Regions from separate parts of the Danio rerio genome. Here region 2 is linked to region 1. Evidence: chromatin contacts called from public Micro-C data. All regions are on one chromosome and are shown on one strand. The core of a region is the stretch at or near the end of the contact, and the rest is flanking DNA. Distances in the headings are between cores, read along the strand shown.

Region 1 (6,867 bases), core at 1,230-3,729:
CCCGCACACACACACACACACATAGTGGACATTTAAAGTTTAAAGGGACGGCGTCTCTTGTCAGCTGCTGCTGTTTTACATTTGAAGCCCCAAAACAACGACCACCTGCCCGCTTTCTGTCTCTGTCAGCATCTGTCTCTTTTTCTCTGTCTTTCTTTCTTTTTGTGTGTCTTTCGATCTTTTTTCAGACACAAATCGATTAAGTTAACTTAAAAGTTGTTAAAAAAACTAGTTAAAACAAGCAGCAAAGGGTTTCTGTTTCTTTGTCTTTCTTTCTGTGTATAAACTCTGGGAGAGCTGCATTCCTGCAGGCACTGAGTTTCTTTTCTATTAGATTACTGAAGTATGCAGTGTGTGTGTGTGTGTGTGTGTGTGTGTGTGTGTGTTTGCTGTTGAGCGCGCTCATCTTCTCTCAAACACACACATTCTTTCCTTTAGGATTTTGTGTTTGGAAGTGTGTGTGTGTGTGTGTGTGTGTGTGTGTGTGTGTGTGTGTGTGTGTGTGTGTGTGTGTGTGTGTGTGTGTGTGTGTGTGTGTGTGTGTGTTTAAAAATGTTCTTCAACTTGAAAATAAGAGTTTCCCGCTTGTTTAAAACTGATTCTCTGAATGCTCGAGTGGAACGAAGTGTGAGTTTGACATGTGACAGATTTCTACAGCGAAGACCCCAGAAGCTTTAGTTTAACATTATACATCATATTTATAAGCATTTATAAGTATTTTTCTTTAACTATATTATATATTATTAGTTTTATTGTATCAGAAGATTAAACTAAGACATTTATAATATTTTTATAGGTGAAATTGTTTTATTATTATTATTATTATTTTTATTATTACGGTTTTAGGAGTTACTAGATCTCTTTCAGGTATTTTAATTTATATTATATAACAGTAATCTTGATTCATTCAATGCTGTAATGTGACAAAGTTCAACATTGAAATTCAACATATTTCATATGCAGAAAAGTACAGGAACGCTACAGTAAAATGTTACAAATGATGCCAGTAAGTATTTTAAAGTATTTTATCTACTCTTTTCCCAACTATATACTGGTTTTAGTGTGTAGGAAAATAAAATTAAAGGAATTATAATCAACTTTTGCTTCATTGATTGCAATAGTTTTATAATTATTATTATTATTATTATAATTATTATTATTATTATTATTATTATTATTATTGTAAGATTATAATTATCAATAAGATTATTCATGATATAAAAAACACGACACATTTTTACAGGACATTATGCTTAGTATTTTATTTATATATATATATATATATATATATATATATATATATATATATATATATATATATATATATATATATTATAATATATATATATATATATATATATATATATATATATATAATATATATATATATATATATATATATATATATATATATAATATATATATATATATATATATAATATATATATATATAACAAAACAATCGCAAACTTTGTCTCCTATGCCAGCATTGAATGAATCAAGATTACTATGAATTAATTTATATATTATTATATATATATATATATATATATATTATATATATATATATATATATATATATATATATATATATATATAATAATATATAAATTAATTCATAGTAATCTTGATTCATTCAATGCTGGCATAGGAGACAAAGTTTGCGATTGTTTTGTTACAGAAAAGTGTTTCAGTTACATGTTACAAATGACGCCATTTGGGCATTTTAAAATATTTTTTCTTGTATTTTACACTCTGTATTACTAGTTTTAGTGTATGAGAAGATAAAACTAGGAGATGTATAATCCAATTTAACTTTTGACTCTTGTTGAGAAACAAAAAAGAGGAAAAACACATGAAAATGTTTGTAAGTCATTATGCATGCAGAATAATACTTGTGTTACTCGAACTTTCAGCTTTTTTCATACATTGTAATTCATATATTTTTTTTAATTCATAATAATTTATTCAGTGCAGAAATGTGACAAAGTTTGAGATTTATTGTTACAGAAAAGCTTCAGTGAGATGTTTCTTAGCATTTTTGTTTTAAATTCTTAACTTGTTTTTCCCCTTTAATTGTATATTACTAGTTTTAGTGCATACTTTAGGACGAACTTTTCTCCATATTTCAAAAGTAAAGTGTCCCTAAAGTGTTAGTGAGGCAAACATTGCCTGTTTTGTAAGAAGTTTGAATGCGAGTCAGCAGTGCGTCTGTGTGGCCGCTAGAGGCGCCAGCGCTCCACCATAAACTTCCACACAACAAAGGAGTCTGTCAGCACAGTGCACTCTAGCCTAAAAATACTCTCAAATGAAAGAGCGAGAGATGAAAGAACACAGTTGCTCTTTGTGCGAGCAGATTGTATTGAACTGCTGCTGAAGTGTTCAGTCATATTCACTTTATCATGCCGGACATGTGTCTCTGTCTTTCTCTCGTTCTCTCTCTGACCTTCCACTCGCATAAACTCTCGCCTTATATGGGAAAAGAAGAGTGTGTGAGTGTGTGTGTGTGTGCTTAAAGTGAGATCAGGAGTTCCAGAAACAGCAGACAAGATGTCCGTGGCTCACTCTGAACTAATAAACACAGAAACACACTCATGTGCTGCAAACAAAGAGGTACTGGTGTGTAAAAACAGATTACAACACACACATTTAGCATTTTCACATGCTTGTTTGTAGTGTTTACAAGTATTAGTGTTTACACTTGTGACCAAGCAGTCCATTTATGAAAGTGATATTGATCAGAAATGTTTCTTGAGCATTTAAAAGTGTAATAATATTTAATAATTCTACTAATTTGCTGATAATCTGAGCATTGATATATGTTAATGATACTATATTTAGCATTTAATAAGTTATTTTGAATGTTTTAGTCATTGGTAAATGACGTGTCCTCATTTCCAGTGTGTGTGTGTGTGTGTGTGTGGCAGCTGTGTACTGAGAGGCTGGATGCCATGAGAGGAAGATAAAAGGCTGAATGGATGAATAGACCTCAGGCAATTCGAGAATACAAAAGGCAGCAGGAGTTTTACAGCACAATCCAGAAACAATAACTTTAAAGAGAGTGTGTGTGATATGTTCTGATTGTGCAGATGCACACACATTCTTGTAAGTGTACTGTTAATGTGAAACAGATGTGCTGAGTGAGTGCTGCAGTTCTCCTTGCGGCCTGCAGGGGCGCTATTGGCTCATAAATGAGTTTAAATCCCGTTTGAGTTCGTGTGTGTGTGTGTGTGTGGGAGAGAGACTAGCAGCCATTTTGAACGCAGATCCCATTTTATGAATCACACACACATGGTGATATGGCTGTGTGTGTGTGTGCACCCTGGCGGAGTATAATCAATCACACATGCGCACACACACGCTGACCCACTGACAGAGATTTGAGCTCATGTTGTGTCGTGGTCAGATTAGTGATCTCTATCTAGTGTTTTGTTTCCTGCGATGTTTGTGTCTGTTGCATATTTGAGGTTAAGGTGTTTGGGTTGTGTTGGTGTTAAGTTAACTTAATCGATTTGTGTTGAGACAGCATGAATGAGTCGTGTGGAAGCCTGCATATTTATATTTTACAGTGTGTGTTGATGTTTCTGTCGGCGCATAATATTAGGAAAACCTAATTGTGTTGGTCAGACTTAAAGCTCTGTTCCTGCTTTTGTGTGTGTGTGTGTGTGTGTGTGTGTGTGTTACAATATTAGCAGCCATTCTTATGAACTAAAGTGTAAAACCGAGAGTGATTGTGTGTGTGTGTGTGTGTGTGTGTGTGTGTGTGTGTGTGTGTGTGTGTGTGTGTGTGTGTGTGTGTTACAATATTAGGAGGCATTCTTATGAACTAAAGTGTAAAACCGAGAGTGATTGTGTGTGTGTGTGTGTGTGTGTGTGTGTGTGTGTGTGTGTGTGTGTGTGTGTGTGTGTGTGTTTTACAATATTAGGAGCCATTCTTATGAACTAAAGTGTAAAACCGAGAGTGATTGTGTGTGTGTGTGTATGTGTGTGTGTGTGTGTGTGTGTGTGTGTGTGTGTGTGTGTGTGTGTGTGTGTGTTTTACAATATTAGGAGCCATTCTTATGAACTAAAGTGTAAAACCGAGAGTGATTTTGTGTGTGTGTGTGTGCGTGTGTGTGTGTGTGTGTGTGTGTGTGTGTGTGTGTGTCTGTGTGTGTGTGTGTGTGTTCAGAGTTTGAGCGTTTCCATATGCTGCTGTAACTCAATACACACACTCGGATGCCAGACATGAATGTTCTGCCTGGAAATGAGCTACAAAGAGGAGAACACAGCTTTTGAAAGCGGCTGAAAACGGAGGAGAGAAACTATTGAGGAAGAATAATGTATGTGAGTGTGAAAAAACACACAGGCCAGATTGCAGAGCAGCGCGAGATGATCTTGAGTGTGTGTTTTCTGGTGTGAGCGAGAGATTATTATACACACACACACACACACACACACACACATCAGCTGATGGTCAGTGTGAACTTCTGTCTTCATGTTTCACTGAAGCTGCTGGACGCTTGACTCTTGACCTCTGACCTCCTGCTGCTCCTCACAGTCTGTCTTTAGAACAGAGAACACTGAAGTGTGCGTGCGTGTGTGCGTGCGTGCGTGTGTGTGTGCGTGTGTGTGTTTGTGTTTGTGTGTGTGTTTGTGTGTGTGTTTGTGTGTGTGTGTGTGTGTGAGTTCATTTTTTGTTTAGATGTTTGTTGTTGAGTCTTTTTTCTTTGTTATTTTTAATTATGAGCTCATTTTTGCAGCTGTAAAGTAGCGTAGACCCAATATTCATGATTTTATTGTGTGTGTTTTGTGTTCTTGTTGTGCTTTATCATGAATTACTCAAACTAATGTTCTATAATTAAAAAAAGCGATTAAATAAAATTTAAAGAAACATTTAAAATGAAGAAGAAGGCTACTTTTACTGATTAAACTAAAATATATATATATTAGTTGAAGTCAGAATTATTCTAATAATTATTAGAATATTATTATTATAATTATATTCTATAGAATATTATAATTATTATATTTATATTCTAATTCTAATAATATTGTCCTTAAAATGGCTTTTAAAAAATTAAAAAACTGCTTTCATTCATGCCAAAATAAAACAAATAAGACTTTCTCCAGAAGAAAAATTATTATCAGACAGACTGTGTAAATTGCCTTGCTCTGTTGATCATAATTTGGGAAATATTTAAAAAAAGAAAATAAGGGGTTTAATAATTCAGATTTTAATTATATATATATATTACAGTTAGTGTAAAAAAAAATAACTACAATGCTGAAATGTTTAGTGTGTAGTGTTTTCTGAAGTTTGTCATTTATTTTATTGTTTTTTTAGTAGAAAAAAAGATAAAAGTTTAATTAAAAATGTTCAATAGAAATATTTTTAAATACATCTACATTTTTTATAAAGTGATTAAAATAACTAAAGCTCAGGTGGAATTAAAGCTAAAACAAAAATATATTTTTTTTTTAGCGTATTAAACTATTAACAAGTTGTTTTCTTGTTTTTGGTATTGAAAGTTGAACTAAAAATATATACAAAATAATTAAAGTTAAACATTTATGTAAAATTAAATAAAAAACTTTCTCGCTTTGATGAATAACTGAAAAAATAAGGTTATTTGTAGGAGTGACAACAATAAAAAAATAATTAAATAACTTTAATAATAATTTAAATAAAATTAAAAATAGTTTAAAAATAATTAAAGTTTTAATTTTATCATGTATTATTGAAAAAGTCCTATTTTATATACATTACAATTGGTGTTTATTTGTTTGCCATTCTTGATTGAATTTATTATAGTTGTATTTAATTGAATTTAATTTAGTTAATTGTTGGGCATGTACATTTTATACAGAAGTTCTCTCTCAGAACCCGAGGCCAAAGTCACACACTAAGTGCTTACTTTCGGTTTTATTATGTGTTTCTAGCTAAGAAAGATCAAGAGGCGTCAGAAGAGAAGAAAAGCGCTCAGAAGAAGAAAGTGAAAGAGCTGAAGGTGCTCGACTCCAAAACATCCCAGAATCTCTGTGAGTATCAGCCTGAGCATCAGCGCTCACATGAGAAATACTGCACTGCTCTGACACTGTGTGTGTGTGTGTGTGTGTGTGTGTGTGTGTGTGTGTGTGTGTGTGTGTGTGTGCGTGTGTGCGTGTGTGTGTGTGTGTGTGTGTGTGTGTGTGTGTGTGTGTGTTGCAGCTATATTCTTGGGTTCAAACCGGCTGCCTTATGAAGAGATGAAAACTGTCATCCTGGAGGTCAATGAGACGCTTCTCACTGAAAACATGGTGCAGGTATGAGTAAATAGAGTTTTGTTTATTGACTTATACTTTATAAGATTTGATCATGAATGAACTCATATATAATATTTGTGTAAAGATATTGTCCAAGAACAACAGGGATTTTTGCCATTATCTGATTTTTTAGCAATTATTTACTTTACCCTAACCTTAGGTGCCAATTAATCTGCCAACCTGCGGTATGATGTCACAGTATTTTAGAGTTAGGTCACCCAAAATCACAAACTGCAATCACAAACTGAGGGGATGGGGGGAGTCGGTGGAGCGACGACGCGAGGAAGCGATCACAAATTGAGGAGCGGGGAAGGGGGGCGGGGTGGAGTGACAACGCGGGGAAGCCTTCACAAACTGAGGAACGATCACAAACTGAAGGCTGATTTATACTTCTGCATCAAACACCGGCGTATGCTACGGCGCTGACGCATAGCCCTTCGCCGTGGCCATCGCCGTCACTGACGTGCACCTCTCAAAAAATGTAACTACACGTCGCAACGACGTGTAGCGCAAGCTCTGTGATTGGTCGGCTTGGTAGCGCTGACGAGTCTGGGCGGGACCGAGAGCCGCGCGAATGGCGCT
Region 2 (6,314 bases), core at 1,588-4,087, 91 kb after region 1:
CCTTGGTGAGCAAAAGAAACGTCTTTAACAAAATAAGTAAATCCTTATCCCCATTAGTGGCAGCAAAGCATTTGATTGGCTGTGGGGATGAGCGTGCTCTCACCTCATTGGTTGAGTTCATTAAGTGCTTCCTAGTTAAAGTCATGTTAAGCGTGTTGTTGTGACTCAAAATGGGAGTCTTGACGAACACAAAGTCGCTCCTGCTGGAGAGCGTCGAGTAGCAGGGCCTGTACGTCCTGGTGTGAGGCTCCTGAGGGCCTCCGACCACCTCCATGTATCTGATGGGTCCGTCAGTGTTCAGCTGGAGGTGAAGGTCTTTGTTTGCTCTCTGCTGGTAAGCATGGCGAGAACGCAATCCCGATCTGGAGTAGCAGCATGTAGATCCGCCCTTGTGCCTGATGCACCGTACCAAGAGTATCGCCATTGTTAACAGCGACACCAAAGTCACACAACCCAGGGAGATTATGAGGTATAGTGTGACGTCAGTCATTCCAGTCGCTTTGCGAGGAGTCATGCGAAAGTCTGTCGATTTGTCTGGGGTTTTCTCCTCGATGGTAACTGTGACCATAACACTAGTGGACAAAGCTGGATCGCCATTGTCTCGCACATTCACAACGAAGTTGTATGCTGGGTGGGTTTTACCACCCTGTTCGTCGTCCATGAGTTTCTGTGCAGTACGCAGCTCGCCAGTGTGCAGTTCAATGTGAAACAGTGACGAATCGTCTCCGGGAGCAATGGTGTAGAAGAGCCAAGCATTGTGGCCGCTGTCCGAATCAACAGCGACTATTTTATTGACACGATGGCCCACTGGAACTCCATGCGGGACTGTCAGCTGGAGCCCCGTCTCTTCAGAGTGCGCCGGGTACAGGATAACCGGTGGGTTATCGTTCTTGTCAACCACAAAAACGTGCACGGTGACATTGGATGCCTGGGGCGGCACGCCAGCATCACGCACCTGCACTTCGATCCTGAACGCATTCATCTGCTCATAATCCAGAGAGCGCATGGTGAAGATGTTTCCGTTCTCTGGGTTGATGTAGACGTATGAGGATATGGGGCTGCCGTGGATGCTGCTGGGCAGGATTGAGTAGGACAAGCGGGCGTTGTCGCCGACGTCTGGATCTGTCGCCGAAACGCTCGCTATTGGAGTACCGGGAGCGTTATTTTCTGCTACATCCACTGAGTAGGAGCTCTGCGAGAACACCGGAGCGTTATCGTTAACGTCTGACAGGCGCACCGCAAAGCGCTTCTCAGAGGACAGCGGAGGCGAGCCGGAGTCAGTCGCCGTGACAACAACAGTGTACTCATCAATGGCTTCTCTGTCTAGACGTCCGTCCGTCACAAGCGTGTAGTGTTCTCCAAAAGCTGACTTGAGCTTAAACGGAAGTCCTTGGGACACTTTAAGTGTCACTTTCCCGTTATCCCCTGAATCTAAGTCCTTCGCACTGATCAGTGCTATAACAGTCCCGCTGTCAGCATCCTCCCGGATGGGGCTGGTCAGAGACGTTAATGTCACCTCCGGAGTGTTATCGTTCACATCGATTATTTCCACTTTGATGTTGCATGAGCCCTCCATGGCGGGAGAGCCTCCATCCCTGGCCTGAACAGTGATGTCATACACATTTGCTTCCTCATAGTCCACATCCCCCACAACACGGATTTCCCCCGATTTAGAATCGACGCTGAACATCTTCAGTATTCTCTCTGGAGTGTACTTACTGAATGAGTAGGATATCTTCCCGTTTACGCCAGAGTCCACATCGGTGGTGTTTAGTTTGGTCACGAGTGTCCCCGGAGGAGAGTTCTCCAAAAGGCTGACCCTTTTGACCGGCTCATCAAACACAGGCGCGTTGTCATTCACGTCCAGGATCTTAATGAGCAGAAGGGTGGTCCCGGATTTCTCCGGCTGTCCTCCGTCCACAGCCGTGAGCAGGAGTTGAAACGCGGAAATCGTCTCGCGATCCAAAGCCTTCTCCAGAGTCAGCTCTGGAAATTTGCTGCCGTCGCTTTTGGTCTCCACGTGTAAAACAAAGTAGTCGCTCGCGGAGAGGCTGTACGTGCGCAGCGAGTTAATGCCCACATCGGGATCGCGCGCGCTCTCCAAGCGGAACCGCGTTCCCGGAGCGGCCGCCTCGGATATCTCAAGTGATGAATTCGCGTTTGGGAACTGCGGCGCGTTGTCGTTCACATCATCAATCTGAATAAGAACTCTGTGGATTTCCAAAGGGTTCTGAAGAAGGATTTGAAGGTGCAAAGAGCAAGTTGTGCTTAAAGCGCAAATGCGCTCCCTGTCTATCGTCTCTCTAATAACCAAGACACCGTTAGAATTGACCTCGAAGTACTGCGCGTTAGACTCCGACACAACTTTTAGATTTCTTTCAGTAATCCTCGTCGCGCTGAGACCCAAATCCCTCGCTATACTCCCAACGACGGAACCCGGCTTCTGTTCCTCGGGTACCGAATAACGGAGCTCCCCGCTCGACACGGAGAGATGCATGAGGCAGAGCGCGAGGCAGAGCACGGGCCATGAGCGGCTGCGCTCCATTATGCGCGGACAGGGGAGGGGAAAAGTTTCAACTTTTCCGTCTTATAGATCCCATATTCCAGTCGAAGCGGCGCTACGATGTCGCGCGTAACGCAATCCGATTCGCGCGGACAGAAAGAAGAAGTTTAACATAACTCATGATGGCTGTAAACCTTTCGGGAAATTACACGAGAGGAAAAACAGTCCTCCATCCAGCTCTTCTCCAAAACTCCCTGAATTAGCTGCGCCTCCGCTGCGCAACAGGGCGGAGACTGAGTCACAAAGAGGTCCGTCCTATTGCGCGCACACACACACATAGTGAGTGAGAGAGAGAAAGAGCGAGGGCTGGTAAGAGAGCGAGAGAGAAAGAGACCCACACACACACACATCTCCTCGAGCTTGCAGAAACTTTCACAGCTCAGGTCGACCTGTTTCCAGCGCACATGCCAGGGATCCCATGTGGTTTAAAATATTTACGAGCCCCGATAAAGAACATTAGGGGCTAAAAGGAACGCTGGCAATTTGCGAACACAGCCACAGACCACAGAAAACATCGAAGACATTTACTGATAACACAGACAATGTGATAAACTCGCATCAGATGTTCAGTAATGATAATCAACTGAAAAGAAATGATACAAGGGCGAATTAATAAAGAATACAAACACAACTCTGTACTGCAGCGACTCGCCACTAGACGGCGCAGTTTCAACATGATGCATTTATTCTTCTCTTTATTTAAAAGTATTGGATTACTATATATATATATATATATATATATATATATATATATATATATATATATATATATATATATATATATATATATATATATATATATATATATATATATATATATTCCAAATATTAATTTCCAGATTTAAACTAGTTCCTTTCTTCTGCTGCTCCTAAAGAAAGTTATTTAGAAGAATATGGCTAACAAACCGTTTTAGATCCCCATTGAGTTCCATTATTATAAAACAATATATAATAAAATAAAAATCTAATAATAATAATAATAATAATAATAATAATAATTATTATTATAATTATAATTATAATTATAATTATTGTTATTATTATGTTTCCCAATACTGAGTTGCAGCTGGAAGGGCATCCGCTGTGTAAAACATATGCTGGATAAGTTGGCGGTTCATTCCGCTGTGGCGACCCTTGATGAATAAAGGGACTAAACCAAATGAAAAATTGATAAATAAATGAATTATTATTATTATTATTATTTTTATTATGTTTCCCAATACTGAGTTGCAGCTGGAAGGGCATTCACTGTGTAAAACATATGCTGGATAAGTTGGCGGTTCATTCCGCTGTGGCGACCATTGATGAATAAAGGGACTGAACCAAAGGAAATTGAATGAACAAATGAATTATTATTATTATTATTATTATTATTATTATTATTATTATTATTATTATTATATTATTATTATTCATTTTCCTTCGGCTTAGTTCTTTATTTATCAGGGATTGTCATGGTGCTACATAAATTAATCATGAATAAAACACAACACTGAACATACTGTAAGAGCTATGGTAAAAAGGTTTATTATTGTGCAAAAGAGTTGTTTAAGGTTGAAGCAAGCTGTGCAACATGATTGTGGTACATTTATAGTAAACATCATTTTCATCATTGAGGCTTTGTAAGATGGAGTTTAGATAAAGTAAAAGGTGTTTCTACAGGTGATGAAGAAATGTTAGATAATGTTGGAATAGTTTACACTACAATAAGGTTAATAATTCCATTAACAAATGCTTTGCTTATGACAAATACTTTTAATAAATGGTTAACAAACATGAATAACATGCAAGTTTAAGCTGAGGTTTTCACGTTAACACTTCAAAACCGGCATGTTATTCATGTTTGTTAACACTTTACTAACATGATTTACCATTAAAAAAGCATTTGCTAATGGAATTATGAATTTTATTGTAAAGTCTTACATGTTACTAAGATTTGTTTATTATTTGTTCAGGCTAACTAATGTATTAATGAATGTATTAACACATTAATGTTTAGTTTACATATCAGATTTACTATTATCTAATCCATAATAATGTTATCTAATCCATGAACAAATGCAGCAGTGTATGTGTAAATAGACATGATCTAATTAGGCTGTTAATGTAAAGAGGTGCACTAGAATATGAGTAAGTAAACATCAACCAAGATGATGCAATTCATCAAAGTCATTATTCACCATTGGTTCATGTTAAATGATGTGTTAAATAAAAGATTCATATATGTTTAGTTGACATTAACAAAGATTAATTAATGCATAACAGAAGTGTTGTTCACTGTTAGTTCATGTTGCTTTAACTAACATTATCTAATACACCCTTAGTGTAAAGTGTTTCCATAATTGGGTAAGAATAATAAAATATTAATATCAGAAATATTTGGTGATATTGTGGGATGATATTATTTATTATTTATATATTTAAATAATATAAACTACACAGTTTTTTTGTTTTTATTTTTGTATCTTTAAATGATTAACAATTTGTGTGATATCAAATTTTAATTCATGCATTTTCCTACTTTTTAAATTAATAAAATCTTATACATGCAGTTCTCAATCATTTTAACTTCACATTCCAACAAGCTTTTAGACAGAAGAATAGCATTAGACTGTTTCCGCCTTATGAAATTAACATATGAAAATGAATCATGTTCATGTTGATTAATGCATTAAATAACTCATCAATATGTTTATACTACTATTATATTAAATAATGCAAAACAGAAGTGTTGTTCACTCTTAATGCCTTTTATCTAATGCATTTACTAACATTAACTCATAGACACTTATTGTAAAGTGTTACCAAAATTATTATTATTCTCCTTTTAGATAATGTCCATTCATCTAAATATGATATTGTAAAATAAACTCAAACCATTTGAGGTCAGTAAATCTATCGTTTTATGTGCAGATGATAGATTTGTAGACCTCTTAGGCTTGTATTTTAAACCATAACCATGTGACCGACATATGCGTGTGTGTATGTGTGTGTGTATGTGTGTGTGAGTGTTATCTTTACTGCCGACCAGTGGTGACTTTCCTGAACTGCAGATCGGCGCTTTTGGGTTCTGCAGCAGACGGGAGGGGCGAGCTGAAACACGCTGTACACGCGCATGCACATTTCAGAGCACAAAAGAAACAGAAACACTGCAGCAATTGTGTTACATGCAAGAGGAAAGATTAAACGCTCGACGGAAACAAGCAATTATATATACAAGCATGTAAACAAAGCATGTTTTCGAGCTGAGAGAGAGCGCGAATGCTCATGTTAGATATGCAACGGGAAGGAGAAGGAGGGCAATGACATAGCCAGTTTCAGCACTACAATGGCGGACAGCGACACTCCGCGAAAACACTGCTTCTGCATGCAGCCGATGACACACACACAGACACAGACGTGTTCCTATACTCTCAGAAATGAAGGTACAGGAGCTGTCACTGGGGCAGTACCTTTTTAAAAGGTACATATTTGTACCGGAAGGGTACATAATGGTACCTCAAAGATACTTTTTAGGTACATTTGAGTACTAATATACACTTTTTAGATACATTTGGATACTAATATGCACTTTTTAGGTAGATTTGGGTACTAATATGCACCTTTTAGGTACATTTGGGTACTAATATGCACTTTTTTAGGTACATTTGGGTACAAATATGCACCTTTTAGGTACATTTGAGTACTAATTTGCACTTTTTAGGTACATTTGGGTTCTAATATGCACTTTTTAGGTACATTTGAGTACTAA

The links. A called contact is a pair of places that touch in the nucleus more often than the background predicts.
Region 2: a contact with region 1 is called in a Micro-C map of caudal fin, with 6 times the contacts expected there. The contact joins two enhancer-like sites. A contact is called at or near these places in 5 of 18 Hi-C or Micro-C datasets (caudal fin, embryo, fibroblasts and 2 more) and 2 of 4 datasets of contacts at active chromatin or transcription factors (embryo and gastrula embryo).

Annotation. Positions count from the first base shown.
Region 1 is chr14:2,332,767-2,339,633 of GRCz12tu, forward strand. It overlaps diaph1 (diaphanous related formin 1), which reads left to right. Exons shown (of 26, transcript XM_073922444.1): 17 at 5,923-6,021; 18 at 6,191-6,285. Among named protein-coding and RNA genes, the nearest start is that of pcdh2g28, 130 kb to the right of the region's middle. Within about 2 kb of position 2,480, at least 36 of the 62 cell types and tissues checked have an H3K27ac peak or open chromatin away from gene starts, as enhancers often do. A contact at or near this core is called in caudal fin, where this site is marked.
Region 2 is chr14:2,423,289-2,429,602 of GRCz12tu, forward strand. The region is part of intron 1 of pcdh2g1 (protocadherin 2 gamma 1); the gene reads right to left. The region is part of intron 4 of pcdh2g2 (protocadherin 2 gamma 2); the gene reads right to left. The region is part of intron 1 of pcdh2g5 (protocadherin 2 gamma 5); the gene reads right to left. The region is part of intron 2 of pcdh2g6 (protocadherin 2 gamma 6); the gene reads right to left. It also overlaps pcdh2g7, pcdh2g8, pcdh2g9, pcdh2g12, pcdh2g13 and pcdh2g16, and 1 more gene. Among named protein-coding and RNA genes, the nearest start is that of pcdh2g28, 37 kb to the right of the region's middle. Within about 2 kb of position 2,838, at least 49 of the 62 cell types and tissues checked have an H3K27ac peak or open chromatin away from gene starts, as enhancers often do. A contact at or near this core is called in caudal fin, where this site is marked.